Regions from separate parts of the Oryctolagus cuniculus genome. Here region 1 is linked to region 2. Evidence: chromatin contacts called from public Hi-C data. All regions are on one chromosome and are shown on one strand. Each heading gives the region's core, a stretch centred on a gene start, on an enhancer-like site or on the middle of the called end of the contact. The rest is flanking DNA. Distances are from core to core; before and after follow the strand shown. Region 1 overlaps LOC103350414 (a long non-coding RNA gene). Region 2 holds the start of HLTF (helicase like transcription factor).

What was found. A called contact is a pair of places that touch in the nucleus more often than the background predicts.
Region 1: a contact with region 2 is called in a Hi-C map of embryonic fibroblasts, with 2.4 times the contacts expected there. The contact joins the enhancer-like site here to the promoter of HLTF in region 2. A contact is called at or near these places in 2 of 6 Hi-C or Micro-C datasets (embryonic fibroblasts and psoas muscle).

The regions. Positions count from the first base shown.
Region 1 is chr4:132,519,202-132,521,901 of mOryCun1.1, forward strand. All of the region lies in intron 2 of LOC103350414 (a long non-coding RNA gene), which reads left to right. Among named protein-coding and RNA genes, the nearest start is that of GYG1, 35 kb to the left of the region's middle. Within about 2 kb of position 1,275, at least 6 of the 8 cell types and tissues checked have an H3K27ac peak or open chromatin away from gene starts, as enhancers often do.
Region 2 is chr4:132,374,601-132,377,300 of mOryCun1.1, forward strand. HLTF (helicase like transcription factor) reads left to right here and starts at 1,273. Exons shown (of 27, transcript NM_001114728.1): 1 at 1,273-1,466; 2 at 2,582-2,700. The coding sequence starts at 1,447.

The sequences.
Region 1 (2,700 bases), core at 25-2,524, 140 kb after region 2:
TAGAGAAATAATTCACAACACAGGGCATCCGAGAAAAGATGCACAAACAGAGGACAGAGGACTTGTCAGGGGCTGGGATGGGAGGGAGAGCAGAGAAGTCTCCCCTGGGAGGAGGGAGCGCGTCAGATGGAGTCCGAGAGATGAGGCGGATTTCCACAGGTGGTGATAGAATGAAGGGCAGAAGCACTCAGGCATGCAAGCTGGTGTGTTACCAGGTGTGCATGGAGCTCAGGGCGCCGTGCAGGTGGGCAGCTCGCGACAGGCAGCGAGGCCACAGCGGGAAGAGCGTCTGCCCGCGAGCTCCGAGCGCCAGGCCAGAGGAGTTGGTTTCATTGCGGGGAGAATGAGGAGAACTTGAAGGGCTGCAGGAGGAAGCTGCGTGGATGAAAGGTGTGTTGTCACTGACTAACCAGGCAAGTATTCTTTATCTGATGTGCCAGATACTGCCGATACAGTGTCGGAAGTGAACCAACAGAAATAGCTGGTCAGCTGTGACATCAGTCAGTGATGAGTGCAGTGAGAAACAATACGGCAGAGGAAGGAGATAGAGTGTGAGTGTGGTGGGTGCTGGTGGAGCGGGTCAGGGGAGGCATGATATTTGCTCATAAGCTTGAATGAGAGTGAGAGAGTGAATCACTTGAGTCTGATCATTCCAGACTCAGGAATCAGCAAGTGCAAAGGCCCTGAGGCAGCACCGTCACATCCACAGAACAATGCAGAAGCTTCTGTGGTTGGAGTAAGTCATAGGAAGAACTGTGGGTGGTGATGTGGAAGAATTCAAGGGTCAGGTCTTTTTGCAGGAAGAGAACTCTAGTTCAGCGCGAAGGCCTGATCAGGGACCAGGACAAGCTCAGGGGAAACAGTAGGAGCCTGTGGAGTGAGGAGGGCCTTAGCCGGGAGCAATTACAGAATCATACACAGGCTAAGAAAAAGGTACATTTTGGGTTAGTACACAATGTCCCCAAACAGCACTGGCCTTGGGGAAGGCCGGGCTTTGAGGACAGGATGACAGGGGGTACCTCCCTCCCGATCTCTGGTGCCTTTGCCATCGTGTGCACTGTCACCCTCGGAGGAGGAGGAGACCCAAAGTCCCACCTCCCCCGGAGTGCAGACCCTCAGCCTGGAACTGTCCGGGAGCCGGGCGAAGGCAAGGCCTGGCGCCAACGCCTGTCCGTCCCCAGGGGCGCCGGGAGAGCCCTTCCTCTAAGGCTCACAGCACTGGCCCGGAATGTTGGAGGCCGCTGGCAAACAGCCCGGAGCTCTGGCCTGGTGCAGCTCTGGGAGCAATGACGTGTTGAAGCAAGTGGAAGAAGCCGAGGGGAAAGGCAGTGCAGGGGGAGGGGCGGGTCGGCCGTGCAGAGCGTTCCCGGGCCGGGCCGTGTTCCTGGGAAGGCTGCGGTGAGGAGGTGGCGAGCAGCGCTCCGAGAACCACGCACGGCTCGGCTCCCCGAGGGAGCGCGGGCCTCGCCGTGGCATTCTTCTGCACTCGTTTTTCACCCGCGGTGTTCTCCTTTCCCTTCTTACTTGGCCAGCAAAGTGAGCTCCTTAGGAAAGAATCCCGTGCTGCCTCTCTGTTGGCCAGGTTGAAGGGGTAACGTTCCAAAGACACCGCTTGTCAATATCCGTGGCGAGAGCGCCCTCTTCTGGCCACTCTTCCTTTTCTTCAGCTGCCATTTTCCCCGACAAGGCTGGTTGCAGACTTAGCTGGCAAAGGAAAAAAGCCAAACGCATCGCTGAAGAGAAATTGCTTTACCCAAGATTGATAGACCCTTCATCCACAGTTCTAATCCTCGCTTGGCTGTGGACTCTTGAGTCTCCGGACCCAGCCTTTCTTTAAATTGACGCTTGGTCTCTTACTTATCCAGCAAAAAGGCCAAAATGGCGGAGTTCAGAGCTTGCAGAGGTCACTGCTACCACTCAGCGGGTCACTTTCTTGCCTTGGCTGCTATGCTCTTGAAAAGCTGACACAGTGTGCTGAATGGCTGAAGGCCGAGCAATCTCTCAGGCCCTTCAGGGTCCCTACGGAGTAAGAAAGAGCCCACGCCTGATGAGCCCGGAGTGTGGTGGAAAGATGGATGAGTAAACTCAAAATAACACAGGGGAACAAGAACAGGTGGTAACGATGGGGAGGGGGCGTCCCTGGTCTTGGAGGGTATGCAACCGATGTCTTTGGGCCTTCACACCCACGCGTGAAAACAGCGAATGCCTCCCCAGCCCAGATTATTCCTCCTGATGCTCCGCTCTCCATGTGCTAGAGCCCACGGGTCAAACCTTGATGGATGTAAGATATTCCTGTTATAAACTCACAAAATGATTTTAGCTTTAAAAGGGACAAAAAAGTCTATTAATTTGCTCTGATTTTTTTTCCTTCAGTGTCAAGGGGAAATTTTTCTTTTATGACATGAGCATTTTGAGAAACTGAATCTCTACCCTCAGCTAATTAAAATTGCTTTTAGTTGCAGTATATCAATGCATAATGAAAAAGGTTATGGATGGGTTCTTTTAGAAATTATAGCATTGGAAGAGACAATTTTCTTGCAAGACAAGGGAGAACCATATTTAATGAGACCCTTCACAGATCACTTTTGTTTTAAAGAAAGAGACACATGTTATTTATTTGAAAGGCAGAGTATTAGAGAGACACGGAGAGACACAGAGAGAAAGACCCCTGATCAGCTGGTTCACTCCTCAAATGGCCAC
Region 2 (2,700 bases), core at 23-2,522:
GCTCTCTGAGCTTTGTCAGCTCGCCATTCCAAGCCACCATTCTGTCTTACCTGGACACCATAATTTTCTATCAGTTGCTTCTATTCTTGCCTCCTAAAATTCATTCTCCACAGAACTGCCACAAGTGAATTTTTTGAAGCCTAATTCAGTCCTCATTCTCCTACTTAAAAAACATTCACTGGCTTCCTATTGCCATTAAAGTAAAATCCAAACTTTAGGAGGGTCCATGCATTAAAGTCTGCCCTTTATCTTCCTGATGATCCACTTTGTGTCAGCTTCTCCTCCTCCTTGGTCCACCAAGCAACCTACAGTTCTTGTTCCTGTTACAATCGTTCTTTTTTCACAAAACATAACCTACTGTGATCATTCTGGATTTGTACTTGTTTCATCTCAAAATGAGGACAAACTGCACTTGGTTGTTACACTAGAGATCCTGGGTCCCTCAAAGTGGGCATTGGAGGGATGAGTCAAGCAGATAACCTGCGTCCCTGGCAGCCCCGAGGCCACAGGTCCATCGTCCCAACCCCACTTTAACAAGCTTCTTCCGTCCTTGGCAGGGGCAGCCATGGGCCCACAGGGAAGCTGGTGTTGTCCATTTCCGGCAGTCGCCAACCAAGTCAGTTGTACCATCATACGTTACAGTCTTCCCGCGCTAAGAAATGACAATTTTCCTTTAACACACACACACACACACACACACTTGGGAGAAACACTCGCTCTGGAAGATCCGATGAAGATTTTCCAAACTCGGTGTATCATAGATTAAGTCAACGAGGCTTAAAATGGAAAAGAAAAAAGAAAAGAAAAAAAGACTAAGTCTCCACGGTTGCAACAGTTATTCCGCGGGTAGCCCAGGTTCTGTAGCAGAGCTTATTCAGACGAAGAAATGAAAATGAGAAAAATGAGCAGCAGAACGACGCAGAGGCTTGAAAATGTGTCTGGGCCTTAGAATGTGGCGGGGAAACAGCAGAAAGGAGAGTTGTTTTCTTCCGAAGCAGGGAATCACCAGAAAACGCAGCACCATCGCACGGTAGTCGCACTCCGACGGCCACGAGGCTTTCCCGCGCGCCCGGCTTGGGGGCGGGGAAGAACCCGGATGGAACAGCCCTTCGCAACCGGGACCCCCACTGTCTTTGAATCGCAGCGCGGGGCGGAGTTGCCCTCCCTTCCGTGTCCTGATTGGGTCATTTCCGCAGGCTCCCTCTCGTGATTGGGTGGTCCTAACGCCAGTCAGAGCGTCGCTGGTCTCTCGTATTGTTGCTGGAAGGAAACGGCGACGACGTCTGATTAGACCCGCGGCGTCTTTCCCTGTCGGTGGGAGCATTTCATCCTGCGCTCAGAACCTGCCCGCGGCTTGAAGGCTGTAGGGCCAGGAAGGACGCGTAACAGGCTGCATCAGAGCCCTCCAGGGCGCCCAGCGTCTTCCTCGTCACCCCGCACAGCGCCATGTCCTGGATGTTTAAGAGGTGAAGGGGGCGAAGGGGGTGGGGCACTGGAGCTAACGGCCTGGCGGCGTCCCCAAATGAACCTGACCTTCCCCGTGTTTCCTCCGCCTTCCCTGTGCGATTCGTGCAGCTTGTGTTTGTTCTACTTTTCGCTCCTGTGGCTAGGGGAGAAATACATGCATTGTCTTCTTGGCGAGGAGAGACTCTTCAGGCGAGTCTCGTGCCAGACCCTCGGGGAATTTATGTCACGGACTGTGGGGGGCCTGGGACTCAAGGCTTCCTAGCCCTTGCTTCAGGCAACAAAAAATATTCAGCTCCGCTGTGCCGCTACACATTGTGCTCGGACTAGAGGGTCGAGCAATACAGGCCTTGTCCCCAGGTGGTTCGTAATTTGTGTATATGCACAGACGGTTGCAAACGGTTGCAGAGAAGCTAGACGAGGTGTGCGTGATGCGGAAGGAAAACGCAGGCAAAAATAGCGACTGTCTCTTAAGAGAATAGAAACTTTCCGGAAGCCTCCACCAGACTAACGCTCATTTTCCTTCGTCCAGATTGCTTTTCATGCCTATTCCCAAAATCATTATTCATTAAAGGATTGGGGTTACCCTTAAACCAACGAATTGGGGAGCGGGAGATGACGTAGCTTGAATACCAGATTAAAATGCGGTCGGTTCCTAGGGAATTAAAGTAATGGATGCGGGATATAGTATCTGAAAAAATATAAACAACTTAATGTATGCATGCATAATAATGGTTCCATTTTTGCAAGTTTCTTCTGGCTAAGTCCTTCTTTAAATTTTGGCATAAAATTGGAGTTACAAACGTCATATACGCTTAAATTTAAGTGATTTTCACTGGGAAAGAGATTTGTGACCCTTTACAGGATTTTTCATTTTGTATGGGGGAGGGATGGACGAGCCAATTTAACAGGTGGGATTTCCGGGAGCTTTGCCTATTGCAGTCTCTGCTTTAACCAGAGTGACTGTTAATTTGTGTACAGTGATTCCCACATTAGATTTTATTTGCTAAAATAGAATATTAAAAACTATTGGCCTATAAATACGGATAAGTCTTTGAGAAGTACTTGGTTAAGTAGTGTATTGTTTTTTGTGCCTCTTCCCCTCCTTTTTTCATAGGGATCCTGTTTGGAAGTATTTGCAGACGGTCCAATATGGAGTCCATGGAAATTTTTCACGCCTCTCATATCCAACGTTTTTCCCACGTTTTGAATTCCAAGATATTATCCCTCCAGATG